Regions from separate parts of the Canis lupus genome. Here all the other regions are linked to region 1. Evidence: chromatin contacts called from public Hi-C data. All regions are on one chromosome and are shown on one strand. Each heading gives the region's core, a stretch centred on a gene start, on an enhancer-like site or on the middle of the called end of the contact. The rest is flanking DNA. Distances are from core to core; before and after follow the strand shown.

Region 1 (4,005 bases), core at 479-2,978:
TTTAAATTGTTTTAATTGGAGTTCGATTTGCCAACATTTAGTCTAACACCCAGTGCTCATCCCAAGTGCCCCCCTCAGTGCCCGTCACCCAGTCACCCCAACCTCCTGCCCACCTCCCTTTCCACTACCCCTTGTAGGAGACACCTAACTCTTGTTTCCCAGAGTTAGGTGTCTACACAGCAAGGATTTAGTAGCTATTAGCTATTACTGTTAATTCCCCTGTTGCCCCGACTCTGTGGCAGGTCCTTGAAGAGCTTTGTCTTGTTCATTTATTTCCTCATGCTTAGCACACTTGCCTGGCACAGGATAGTTCCCAATATATATGTGGTGAATTAATTACATCCACCATCCAACCAGTCAACACCTGCTGAGCCCCTGCTAAGTACCAGGTACTATTCTGTGTGCTAAAGATGGAGCAGTGAACAAGACAGAAAGGTCTGGTGCTTAACTCCAACAGGGAAAAACAGACAAGCACATGGGTAGAGGGATAGAACAGTTAAACAGAGAAGAACAGAGTGGAATTAAGGGGGCTTGGGAGAGCCAGTGGAGGGGGTGAGGTTGCTCTTTTATATATGGCAGGTCTCTCTCAGAGAGGGACCTCTGAGCAGAGACTTAACAGGTGCCCACTGCGTGCTCTGGGCAGAGGGGATGGCAGGTGCAAAGGGCCTGAAGCCGGCAATGCGTGGTGTTTCTGAAGAATGAGGAGGACAGTGCCACCCGAGTGGGATGAATGAAAACACTTTTATCTCTTTTTCTACTTGGTTAAAAATGAGCATACAACACAACTCAGTAATTGAAAAAGATGTATTAAAACATTCACAAAAGTACAACAATTTTGAAGAAGAAAAAACAAAAAACTAATAATGAACTTGATGGTTTTTTCCCTAGCTGGATACATTTCCACTGAAAACCTACAGGTGGTTTGGGATTTTCACCTCTAAGAAATTCCTTCTAGGTGGCCCCTTATCACACACAATTTTAAGAGGTCTCATTCTGCCAACGATTAGGGAGAGGGCCGTTCCGCCACCCGGAAAGCAGACCCCACTGTTGTCATCCGTGGCCAGGCAGGGGAACACTGGGACGAGGCGACAGAAGGGACCAAAAAGCCCAGAGGAGGCCAGGAAAAGGCCCCGACCCCGGGCGCTCCGCCCCAGCTGCGCGACCGCAGCCAGGAGGTCCTGCCGCCAGGTGCCCGGCTGGGGGCGGGGCGGGGCGAGCCGGCAGGGGGCGCCCGAGGGCGCGCTGGGCGGGGCCGGGCTGCAGGCCCGGGCGAGGGAGGCCAATCGGGAGGCATTAGGGCCGCGTGCTGTGGTCGGGGACCCGGGGAAAGGACGCCCCTTTTCTCGGTAAAAAGTGCCTGTCAGTTAACGTGACACCTATAAAGGGACGCACTCGGGCTCGGGCGGCCGCGCGAGGCGGAGGCGGAGGCGCAGCAAGGACAGCGCGACCCGGTCACCGCCCCTCCCCGCAGAGGCGCCTGCGCTGCTCGGAGCGGGCGCTGGAGTCCTGGGGGGCAGGGCAGAGCCGCCGCTTGGCTGCAAGGTCTCGGGGAGCCCTGGGCGCCCCCGCGGGCGCGGGGCCTGAGCTCGGCCTGGCGGCCCTGCTTGCCTCCTCCGGGCAGCCGGGCCCGGACCCCGCCCCGACCCCCGCGAGCTGGGGGGCAGCGGAGCCGCCACCACCAAGGGCTCCTCGGGAAATAAAAGTCCGCGTGGACGGACGGACAGCTGGACGGACGGACGGACGGGAGGCCGGTTCCGAGGCGCACGCGCCCTGGCTGTTTTGCCCCCGCGTGCACACCTTCACCTGCGCGCCCTTCGGGGTGGGGGGCGCCCGGGGAGTCCCGCCTCAGCCCCCCCCCCCCGGGAGGAAGGCGAGCACCACCGGGTGTGCTCTGCGACCAGCAGGTCAGCGTCCTCGCCCTCGCCCTACCCCTACCGGGGGCTTTCACGTCCTCTTAAGCGGAAAAAAAATTCTGTTACAACCAAGTCATCCAGAAAGGGGGTAATGACCATATAAATGTTTGGTGACCTTCACCATGTTTTTCACTCCCAGTAAAAGATAAAAACTCCTAAGCTTGAGATGGGGTAAGGAGGGTAGTCAGTGGAAGAAAATGAACTCTTGGAAGGAATATCCAAACTTTTCCTCCTCTCGTTGTCTACCAATTCGACACAATGGGAAAAAGTGAAGGGAAAAAAAAAGGTAAAAACAAAAAAGGGAAATAAAATCAAAAGAACCCTATCCAAAACTCCAAAACAGTAAGACAAAGTAGAAGTGCTAATAACCCTCCCTGCTGATTAAAAAAAAAAACAAGACAACAACAAAAAACCCTAGACTATCCTTAACCTTTGAGGCGCCCTGAAGCTATTACAGAGCCATGACTAATGCTTCTTGCCAGAATCACCACGGAACCCTCTATAAAGAGGACTCTCTAGAGAGGGCTCTGAGACGCTACAGGCTGGCTTTGTAATTATCCCATTTGTGCCTACTTAAAAGGAAATAAAACTCCTCTCCTTTGGCTGTATGGGGACCCTTATTTCAAGCAGGAAGGTCTTAGGCAAAGACTGTAAGGGTACCTTTTACTCCCCAAATGGTACAGTACTCAAGCAAGGCTGGGATTCCTACTTCAATTATGTATATGGTATTGATCTAAAAAGTACCTAGAAAGACGTGACCTTGGCATTTATCCTTTGCTGGTCTTGCTAGGACGAATCCACAAACTGATAAGACAAATGGTTTAACATTAACGTCGGTCTCACAACATTATAAAAGCAAAAAACCCGCCCTGTATTTTAGAGGAAAAAAAACCACTCACAAAAACTTCTCAAACTGGGTTCAAGCGGCACAGCTAATGGAGGCTTTCTAAAACCTACAGCCAAATAGGTGGTGCTGACACTGGGTTAGAGGCCGCCCTGGACACACTTCCATCTGTGTCTCCACTCTCCAACCACGATAAATGCTAAGACTGGTTAAGCCCTTAGATAAAAGGGCCATGTCTACTGGAATACTAAAGATCTGCTACCGTCTCCATTAAGGCAAACCACATCTAAATGACAGTGACAAGAATGTTTCTGACTTTTCCCAACTGTAAACAACCTTGAAAGAAAGTACAAAACAGCAAGACAATTTATATATGTAGAATCATACCATCTTCTCATCATGCAACATTGGCTCCCCATATCAGATTAAATAGAATATTTATACATATCCTTTATACACATCTTTTTCTCCATCCATGAATAAACATGTGCTTGTCCTTGCCCAGGTCTCCAAGGCCACATGTGGCTATGGGTTACATTCTCTGCACAAGCGTCCTGTTTGATTAGTTTCTTGCTTAGGATATGTTCTGGGTCTTCTCTTAATTTTTCCGGATGTCCGCATACACCACAGACTCTGACTTGTTAATCTTGTCACTGTGATGTCCACCAGAGTGGTCTAACTGCGCATATATGACTGGGCCCTGGAGAAGAGAAGGACAATTAGAGGTTTGGGGAAATCGGTGGTCCCTTCAGGGGCAGGTGCAGAAGCAATCATTAAAGTGGTAACATTAGGGTTCCAGAGTAATGAGTTCCTTCTTTTGAATGTCTTCAAGAAGACCTCTTATGAACGCTATGTCCAGGACTGACTTCAAAACAACGGTGTTCACAACATTGAACACAATGTTCTTGTGATTGTGAAAGCTGGTACAAGGAGGTATGTTACATTACTGTCTACTTCTGTAGCTGGGAATTTCTATACATAGAAAATTCCTCCTCAGGAAATTACCCTTATCTTCATACCTGACCTGCCACAGAATTCCTCAACCCTTGTAACTGGGATCAGAGTTTTAAGGACTAAGATGTACACTTCTACCAGCCTGAGACCCACTGAAATCGTGAGCCTCAGAATGATGCACGTAAGAAACCAGCATGTTGGGTGTCACTCAAAAGATATGATCAATTTGAACGGGTCACTTTGTACAAATAGGCGCTTAAAAACATTTCAGATATATCCTCCCATGTACTACTT
Region 2 (4,630 bases), core at 391-2,890, 70 kb after region 1:
CACCACCTCTGGAATCACCGGTTAAATAATAGTTTTCCTGGTCCCAAAGACTACACTAAGGACTTTTCTATGAGAGAAATTACTGAGTAAACTTGTATTCAGCCACTGTGATGCAACTGACATTTTGGGAAACAAAAGAAAGGAAAAAGTCTACGTGGTTTCTTAGGAGTTGGCCTTCTTTATAGCCATTACTTAACCGCACTCTGAAACAGCAACAAGTCCTCGGCTTTGAACAGCACAATGTCCTATGGCCAACACCACTTCAGATGTCCATAAAACAACTCATCCAATGCAATAAATCGAGCCTGAGGTTTACCTTAAGTTGACCCATGAAATTTGGCAAGAAAGAAAGGTCATTTAGAAAAAAAAAAAAAAAGGAAAAATGAGCTTTTTAATGTCTGGTGTCTTGTCAAACCGTGGTGACTCTGTCTGGAATCATTAGGGATTTGACCAAATTCTTTTTAAGCCCGGTCATTTCAGTGCTATTCCCAGTGCAACCCAGAAGTAATGCAGATGTACTGTCGGTATGGGTGCTCGGCGGCTAGAGGCGAGACCCAGGAGATTGCAGGACTCCTCGATCCCGGAGGCTTACAAAATGCACTGGAGAGCATTCGAAATGGAGTTTACAGGCTCAAAGAGGACGTGCGTTTAGAACGAGGACACAAGCCAACAAAGGCCCTGCGAAAGCAAACCCTGCGACCTTCCTTCCTCCGCCGCCTTCCTGAGGTGGGAAAGGTCGGGAACCCCGGGTTCCCGAACCGGAATCCAGCGGGCCGGGGCACCCCCGGGGCACAGGCGGGGAAGGCGGGCGACCCCGCGCAGGCTCCAGGCAGCCACCCGGCAGCGCCCCCAGGAGGGAGCAAGGTGGGGAGCTCGCCCCTCCTCCCGCACACGCAGGGACCGGGAAGAAGGAAAACCAGGCGCTCCCCAACCGCGCGCGCCCTCCAGGCCCCGGAGCGCGCAGGCCGCGCCCCCTCCCCGCCTCGGCGGCCGCCGCGAGGAGGAGGAGGAGGGGGAGGGCGCCGGCCCCGGGAGGCCCCGCCGCCCCGCCGCCCCGGCCGCGGCGTCCGCATCACTCACACAGCCCGAGCACCGCCGCCAGCACCAGCCACGGCCAGCGCCTGCGGGCTGCGGCTGCAAGCACGGCCGCGGCTCCCGCGAGTGCTGCCATCGTCCTCCCAACGCCGCCGCCGCCGCCGCCGCCGCCGCGCCTCTGGGCCGCCGGCCCCACTGCACCCCGCTCGGCTCGCGGGAGGAACCTCGGCCTCGCTGCTGCAGCCGCCCGCGCCCGCGCCCGCGCCCGCGCCCGCGCCCGCTGGCACCTCCACGCCGCGCTCCCCGCCGCTGGCCCCCGCGGCAGTCCCCGCCCCGCGCCCGCGCCCGCCCCCGCGGCCCGCTCATTGGCCCGCCCCGCGGCCTCGGGAGGACGCCATTGGAGGACGCCGCCTGTCCATCACCCCCCGTCCGGAGGGCCCGGCCCCCCGGTCCCACCCAGGCTCCTTCTCCGGGCGCTGGAGGCCGGGGTCTCCCGAGGGCTGGGCTCCTGCCGCCGGGCGCTCTGCCCGCCTGGGGGTCCGCCTGTCCCGCGGACCGGCCGCCGTCTCCTCTGCCTCGGAGGTCCAGTCCCGCAGATCCCTCCATAGTCCCTCCTCTTTGCCGGCTCCGTTCTCGCCTCGGTGTCAGCCCTTCTAGGTTTCTCGGAGCCTCACCTAAAGAAAAAGCAGCGCTCCCTTTACAAAGGGGGAAAAAAAAAAAAATGAGAATGACGATGGGATGATTCAGTCGTCCACATGGAACACATCTCCCGCCTTGCCGCTTGCAAGGCTTGTCCTTCGCCTGGACTAGGTAATTTATGTGTTGCAATTTGAGAAATCAGCCAGCTTGAAATGAAGTCTCCATCTTGCCCCAATCTCCTTTTAGGAGTGAGTCCTTTTTTCGGCTTAAGAAAGGCTGGACTGGGGCCTCTTACCTACTACCTGGAACACAAATGAATGTGCTTTTTAGTTTGTTTTGCTTTTGCGGACAAAATGTCCCTTGATGTGTCGATTAAAATTGGAATGGGAAATTCCTGGTCCTGAAGTGCCTTGGCTGACTCTGCTCAGCTTGGCTACCTGGGCCCAGAGTGTGTCCCCTGCTCACTCACTGGTTGCCCGGTGAATGCTGAAGAGGGTTTGGAAGTGTCCTTATGAGAACACCCTGCAAAAGGCACACCAGGGGGAGGGACAGGATGAGAGCGAGCGAAGAAAGGGAAAAATCCAGGTGGGAGGCCGGTAGAGTCAAGGAAGGAACAAAATGTAGACCATTTGGACAAGAGTAGGGGAAGAGTCTGGAGAACACCCAAATGTAACCCTCTCATTTCAGGGTTCTGTCTGAAGTCAATTTTAGACAAATTGATATTTTTGCTGTTTTAGCCTACTAGCCTCGTAAGCAAACTCTTAATCATTAGGAGTAGGGAGAGAAAATGAAAAAAGCATGACAACCATTGTGCCCTATTTTTCTCAGCAAGATCCTTAAGAAATGTGCCTGGAATGTATCATAGGTTGGATAGAATACAAAGTGTTAAGTGACTACTATGTGTTATAGATGTAGAACACCTAGACTTTTCTCTAAAGAAGCACATAATCTACCGCTGTAGACAAACAGGTGCTAAATTTTTTAAAATCCTTGAAGAGAAGGGCAAATAAAGGTAAAACCCAAGACCAACAAGGACATTAGCTCTCAAAGTCCCATGTAATGCTACAAGTTTCTCTGACTGATATACCTCCAACACACATACCTTCCTCTTCTGAGAGCCCCTGGCCCAATTGGTGTGTGGGAAAGATGCACAAAGGATGTAGAATTTGAGGTGGTCTTTCTTTTTTTAAAAAAGATTTCCAAAAAATTTCAGTAAGAGAGCAACAGGACTGAGTATCAATTGGGTGGGAAGTCTGATCAAGAGAAAAGAATTCAGAAAGACAGATGTGACCTCCAATTCTAGCCTGAGTGGAAAATGATGCTACCAGACAACCAGAACTAAAAGCCAAGGAAGAGAAGCTGGTCTGCGAGGACAGCTGACAAGCTGGACCATGAACAGAGCTTAAAATGCTGACAGCACCCCACGGACAACCAGAAGGCAGCTGGCTGCCGGGGTCTGCAGCCCCAGGAAACCTCAGAAGGACTACCTGGAACCTGCAAGGTGCTCCACCAGAAACATTGGACCATCAGTCTCATGTCAGTAGAATGTCCTTCCCTTCAAGTATTTGATGTAAAGGAAGCATCATTTTCTTGGAAGAGTCAGAGGGCTTGGTCAGTCTGGCATTGGTTGCTATTGGGCCTCCCTAGGGACTCCTGGATGACACCCAGATATGGCTATTCCCAGACTGAGCACCTCTTGGTTCCCTAGCTTCAGGCCCCAGCCAGCTTCTCCCCTTGCATCTCCCTGGGGATCTTCGGATCTTCTCCAGTCCCCCATACCTGCATGGACCCCCTGCAGGTAGGAAAACCAGTCCAGAGAAAACAAGCAAGAATACCTGAGTGTGAGGTATTTTGCAAGGGGCTGGACTTTCCATGTCCCCTGTAACAGCTGAGATATTTTCACAACTTCCACAACTGCCAGAATATGGACAGAATGAATTTCCCATCTACTCCCTACTGGGGGCTTTTCATTGGGTCCTCATTGCCCTTACATGAAGTTGGAGCAGCTTGAGTGGGACACATATCCCTGCAAGCTGCTTCTGTGAGCCCCTGCCTTATGCCCTTCACCCCACACTCCAGCCGCACAACCAAACCTGCCTTCAGTTTTAAGATTCTAATGCTGGGGCCCCCTGCGCCTACAGGGCTCTTTTCCCACTGCTTCCCCACGCTTTAGGCCTCCCTCTGCCCCTTGAAGGTCAACATTTATCTTCTCATCTTTCAGAATGTAACTGGAGGGTTGAATTCCCCTAGAAAGTTCCCCTGCAGTCTCTAATATCTCCCCACACTGCCATGTAGGCTTGACCACTCTCACCTGGTACACCTCTGTACTCATTTAGATTCCTAACAAATCATCTTTAGGCTTTAAATTGGGATTCATCTCTCAAGGTCTTTGCAACACAGTTGAGAATAATGTATGAGGTGATAAGTTCTTGATAAATGTTACTATTATATCAGCATTTGGTTGCTATTATCTATTCACTTGTCTGTCTCCCATGTAAAATGGGAGGGACTCCCTCCTCCTGAGGGACTCGAGAGGGACTTGCCATACAGTTTTCTGTTTTCCCAAGGCCTAAGATCGAGCCCGGCACTTAGGAATGCTCATCTGTTATTCTCACCCTTGCCCTCTCCTCTCAGATACACTGTCCTTATCACTGTCTCTGGAATGCTTCAGGTACACACATGTCTCTGGGGGCTTGCGCTGGCTCTCCCCTCTACCCATTTGGTTCTTCCAGATATGGCTTCTACATGATTCACACCTTCCTCCCCTTGCAGCTCTTGCTCCTGTGTTATCTTCGTGAAGAGGCCTATCCTCCCCACCCTGTTCAAATTGCAAACCCTCCCTATACAAATCACTTCATTATTTGTCTGTCTCCTCTCACTAAAATGTATGCTCCACCAGGGCAGGGACTGTTTCTGTTTTGTTCACAAGTATATTCAGCATGCACAAAGCAGATGC
Region 3 (3,982 bases), core at 254-2,753, 130 kb before region 1:
TGGGAAGAGGAACATGAAACCCTACACCTCCTGAAAGCGGTCAAAACGAACTGAAGAGCACAGGGGAACCGGGGAAGCGCGCGGGGGTGGGGAGAGCTCGGCTATCACTTTTGGGCTTTGGCTGGGCGCCGCACCACAGTTTACGCCGAGTCCGTGTGGTGCACGAAGTCCCTCAAGGTGGCCGCCGCGCCGCGGCCGACACCCCAGCCCTCCGAAGACTGAGAGGAGGCGAGTGCTGTCAACAAAAACTTAGTCCTTCGGCGGAGCGGGGAGAGCGCTGGAGGGGAGCACAAGCGCCAACTTTGGCTCCAAACGAAGCAGCTCCGGGAGGCTGGGCAAGTCTTCTCCCGAACCGCACTCCACACGCGCCCCCAACACCTTTCCCGGCCAGTAGCGTCTGCCGCCCACCCGGCCCCCTGAGGGAAACCCAGCAAGGGCGGCGGCCGGCAGCACGCAAGGGGGCTTGGCCGTGGGAGGACACCCGCACCGGGGGCGCCAGCCAACGTCCACCCAGCACCCCGGGGTCTCCGGGGCGGCCCCGCCGAGGCGCTTCCCCACCAACAGCCCCCGCGGCGCGGCCCCCTCCCCCCCTCTGGGCGGCGACCTCAGCGCCTCCGCCCCCGGGCCCCCGCGCCCCCGCTCACCCAGGTAGCGGCTCCGCAGCCGGGACGGGTCCTCCAGCCCGAGGGACCTTTTCCTCACGTCCCACAACAGGTGTGGGCAGGAGCCACCCCGAGACATGGCTCTGCCGGGCCGGGGTAGAAGGGGAGACCACCGCGTGGGGGAGGGGAGAAGGGGGAGGGGACACCGCGGATCAACACCCGAGCCGCACCGGCACCATCCGCGCGCCGGGCCTCGCGGGCGCTGCGAGTTAGATGGCGGCGGCGCCCTCGCCCCCGAAGCCCGGCCGCGCCCGGGCCGGAGCTCGCCTCATACTCTCCTTCTCAGACTACCCAGAACATCCAGAGATCAGCAACAGTCCCCTCCCTCGGCCCCCCTCCGACAGGAGGAGGAGGAGGCGGAGGCGGCCGCGACTCCTCCCTCTCCTCGTTCTCGACACCCTCCCTTCCAAGCGCTTCTCGCGAGATGACGACCACCCCCGGGGCTGACGCTCGTCTGCGCCACGGCTGACGAGCAGAACCCTAGGAAAGTGGGTTCTGTAGCTAACTCCTTGATTCTCTACGGATAAGTGAGGCATAGAGAGAGGAGGAGCTGAGATGTGAGGTCTCTCAGTCACAAGGCTCATTCCAAGGGAAGCAAGAGCGTTGTGCGGCGTCATCTTTAGTTGGGGCACTGAAGGCCCGGAAAGCCCATTTTAACTGCGGGCTGTCTTAAAGCGGAGGGGGATTAGAGCCCGTGCAGCTTCACTTTCCCTTCTCCAACATGGCCTCGAGGGCAGGAAGGAGAAATTGGAGGTTCGCGCTGGACCCCGCCCGCACCACGAGGCGGGCCAATCACCGTGGGGCGGCCGTGCTTGCGCAGGCGCGCTGCCGCCGGGGCGCCGGGTTGGCGTGGGGAGGCAGTCCTCCAGGCACCTGTTGCCATGACTCCTCCTCCTCCTGGGCAGCGGGAGTGAAGGAGGCGGGCCCGGGGCGGGCCGTCGCTGTATCTCCGCCCCCTCAGTGCTTTCCTGGGTTCTCGCCACCCCTGTGGTTCGCAGGGGGCAGCCTGAGCCGCGGGAAGGGCAACCTCGGAGAGAGGAGGACGCTAGGCGCTGTGGCAGGAGAAAGTGACGAGTGCCCTTCGTTGTCATCCAGGGAGCAGCACGCGGCCGCTCTCCCTCTCGACCGCCCACGACCACTCGTCCGCAGAGATGTCAGCCGCTGGCGCCCGGGGCCTTCGGGCCACCTACCACCGGGTCCTGGATAAAGTGGAGCTCCTGCTGCCGGAGAAATTGAGGCCGCTGTACAACCACCCGGCAGGTAACAGACCCGGAATAGCTCTCAGCGAGACCTTCACTCCCCCCCCCTCGTCGGAAATAGACCTTTAGCGGCCACGGACAACTCCGCCGCTGGAGGTATCGCCCGCAGCCCCAACTACTTCCCTTCAAGCGAGCCCGGTCTCACTTTCCCGTCCTCCCTGCTTTTCACTTTATCTCCTCCAACATCTCTCGTTAAACCTGAGATTATCGATTCTGTGCCCTTCGCGACCTTTGCTGCACCCCATCCCTTAGGCACGACCCACACCCCGGCCCGGGCCTCTGGGTTTGAGCCTTCTCGCTTCCCGCGGCCACAGATCGGCCTGGGCCCCCACGAGATTCTCATTCTCTCCCCTTATCCTCCACGAGTACTGGTGTATATTGATCCACGCGGATCTTGTCGCACCGGTTTGGAGTAAAGGTCACACTTCCCTCAGCTCCAGCTGGCCGAGGCCTGCAGATGCGTTACCCGGGTTTCCGAGTCAGTGTCATACCTAGTCCCATAGATCCAGTTTGTTGAAGGCTGTCCTTTCTGACTGATTCTCCCTAGACTTTTTCATGTGGGCAGACCCGGATTTAATTCTGTTGTGCCTCTTACTATGTAGCTGTGACCTTGGGCGAAATCCTAGATAGTTTAGTCCCTGTAAAATCTGCTCAGTGTGAGAATTAAAGATAACATGCGTTTGAGTCTTCATAAATGCCTAACAAGTGTTAGCTCTCACTTGTCCTGCTGGAAAACACTGTTCTTGTGGCTGAAAAAAAAAAATAGTATAAGAAACTGGAAGATCCCAATCCTTCCAACTCTTCAAGACCTAGAGTTTTGTTACCTCTTCTATAAAACGGGCGGTAATATTACTTGGCTGGTAACTAAAACCCGAGGTACTGAGGTCTATTTCAAGCTTAAAATTTAGTGAATGAGAAAATATGTTACAAATTGAAAGGTTGAAGTGCACCCCAAAAGTGACTCTTTTTTCCTTCCTCTGCAGTTGGCATCGTTAGGAAAGTTGTCTTTTCTCCACACGTTTGACTAGGAAGGAGCTCTCTGGAGTCTGAGATGGTTCCTGACTCTGATTTCCAGTTTGATAATGAAATGATGAATAGTATAATACTTTACTAAAATACAAAATAAATATTATACTTAAGTATTATATTGTTTACTGCAGTATCATACCCATTATAAAATTAGTCTTTAGGAAATTTATTTAGTTTATTTGCCTTTTAGGTTTTTTTAACCCTCAGTTTTTTGGAATTGTGCTGTGTTTGGTGACAAAGATTTTCAGGAGGGAGAGTTGAGCAATGCTTCTGTAGTAATCTGGGTTTTAGAGTCAACTGAATTCTATAGAGTCAACTTTGACCCTCTTCAGCTTTGTATTTGGGCTGTAGGATAAGGACAGGGCAGAGGAGGATCATTTTAAACTACTTTAATACAGAAGTGGAGGTTAGTTTTATAGTGATCTTTTCTGGGGTCTTGGCTTTAACCACTTATAATTATTGCTTTAGTCATCTTTGAGAATCAAGAGGATTTACCTTTCATTTGTAGACTGTGCACTTCATCTGGGTATTCTTGGATTAGTTCAGTTATTGTAACCCCATTTTCAGAGTAGGGGAAGAATAGGCTCTGTATGGCTTCAGAGCCTGTTCTGCTTTTAAGGTTTAAATCTTGGCTATGTGACCTTGATCTTAAAGCCCCCAAGCCTTATTTTTCTGATTTATAAAATGGGGATAGTAATTATTATCATTTAAGGATTGTTGTGAAAATTAAATGATATAATGGCTATAAAACATTTAGCAAAGTGATTGCACTTAGACTCTCAAAAAATGTTAGTGCCCTCTCATCTAAGCTTTTAACCAACATACACAGTAAGAATATCTATCCCTGCAAAATTATTTATGATTAAAAAGTTGTAGCCACACCAATGTAGAAATGGAGAAGCATGAAAAATATTACTGTTAATTCATTAGTATTGAATAAAATCTGAAGAAATGCTAATTATTGCTCCAAGAGTCATCAGAGTGACTATTCAAGGTTTTTGTGTACTATTTTGCATAATAGTATGTTATTGA

Evidence for each region. Hi-C and Micro-C count contacts between places; a contact is called where the count stands out from the background.
Region 2: a Hi-C map of blood shows a contact between it and region 1, with 2.3 times the contacts expected there. The contact joins the promoter of MPZL1 here to the enhancer-like site in region 1. A contact is called at or near these places in 2 of 9 Hi-C or Micro-C datasets (amygdala and blood).
Region 3: a contact with region 1 is called in a Hi-C map of blood, with 4 times the contacts expected there. The contact joins the promoter of MPC2 here to the enhancer-like site in region 1. A contact is called at or near these places in 3 of 9 Hi-C or Micro-C datasets (amygdala and blood).

What each region holds. Positions count from the first base shown.
Region 1 is chr7:30,597,898-30,601,902 of UU_Cfam_GSD_1.0, forward strand. It overlaps MPZL1 (myelin protein zero-like protein 1), which reads right to left. Exons shown (of 7, transcript XM_038541800.1): 7 at 787-3,457. The coding sequence ends at 3,356. Among named protein-coding and RNA genes, the nearest start is that of MPZL1, 70 kb to the right of the region's middle. Within about 2 kb of position 1,729, at least 12 of the 20 cell types and tissues checked have an H3K27ac peak or open chromatin away from gene starts, as enhancers often do. A contact at or near this core is called in blood, where this site is marked.
Region 2 is chr7:30,668,247-30,672,876 of UU_Cfam_GSD_1.0, forward strand. It overlaps MPZL1 (myelin protein zero-like protein 1), which reads right to left and starts at 1,641. Exons shown (of 7, transcript XM_038541800.1): 1 at 1,492-1,641; 2 at 1,081-1,417. The coding sequence starts at 1,641.
Region 3 is chr7:30,470,880-30,474,861 of UU_Cfam_GSD_1.0, forward strand. MPC2 (mitochondrial pyruvate carrier 2) reads left to right here and starts at 1,504. Exons shown (of 5, transcript XM_038542635.1): 1 at 1,504-1,922. The coding sequence starts at 1,814. It overlaps DCAF6 (DDB1- and CUL4-associated factor 6), which reads right to left and starts at 1,036. Exons shown (of 23, transcript XM_038542619.1): 1 at 645-1,036. The coding sequence starts at 741.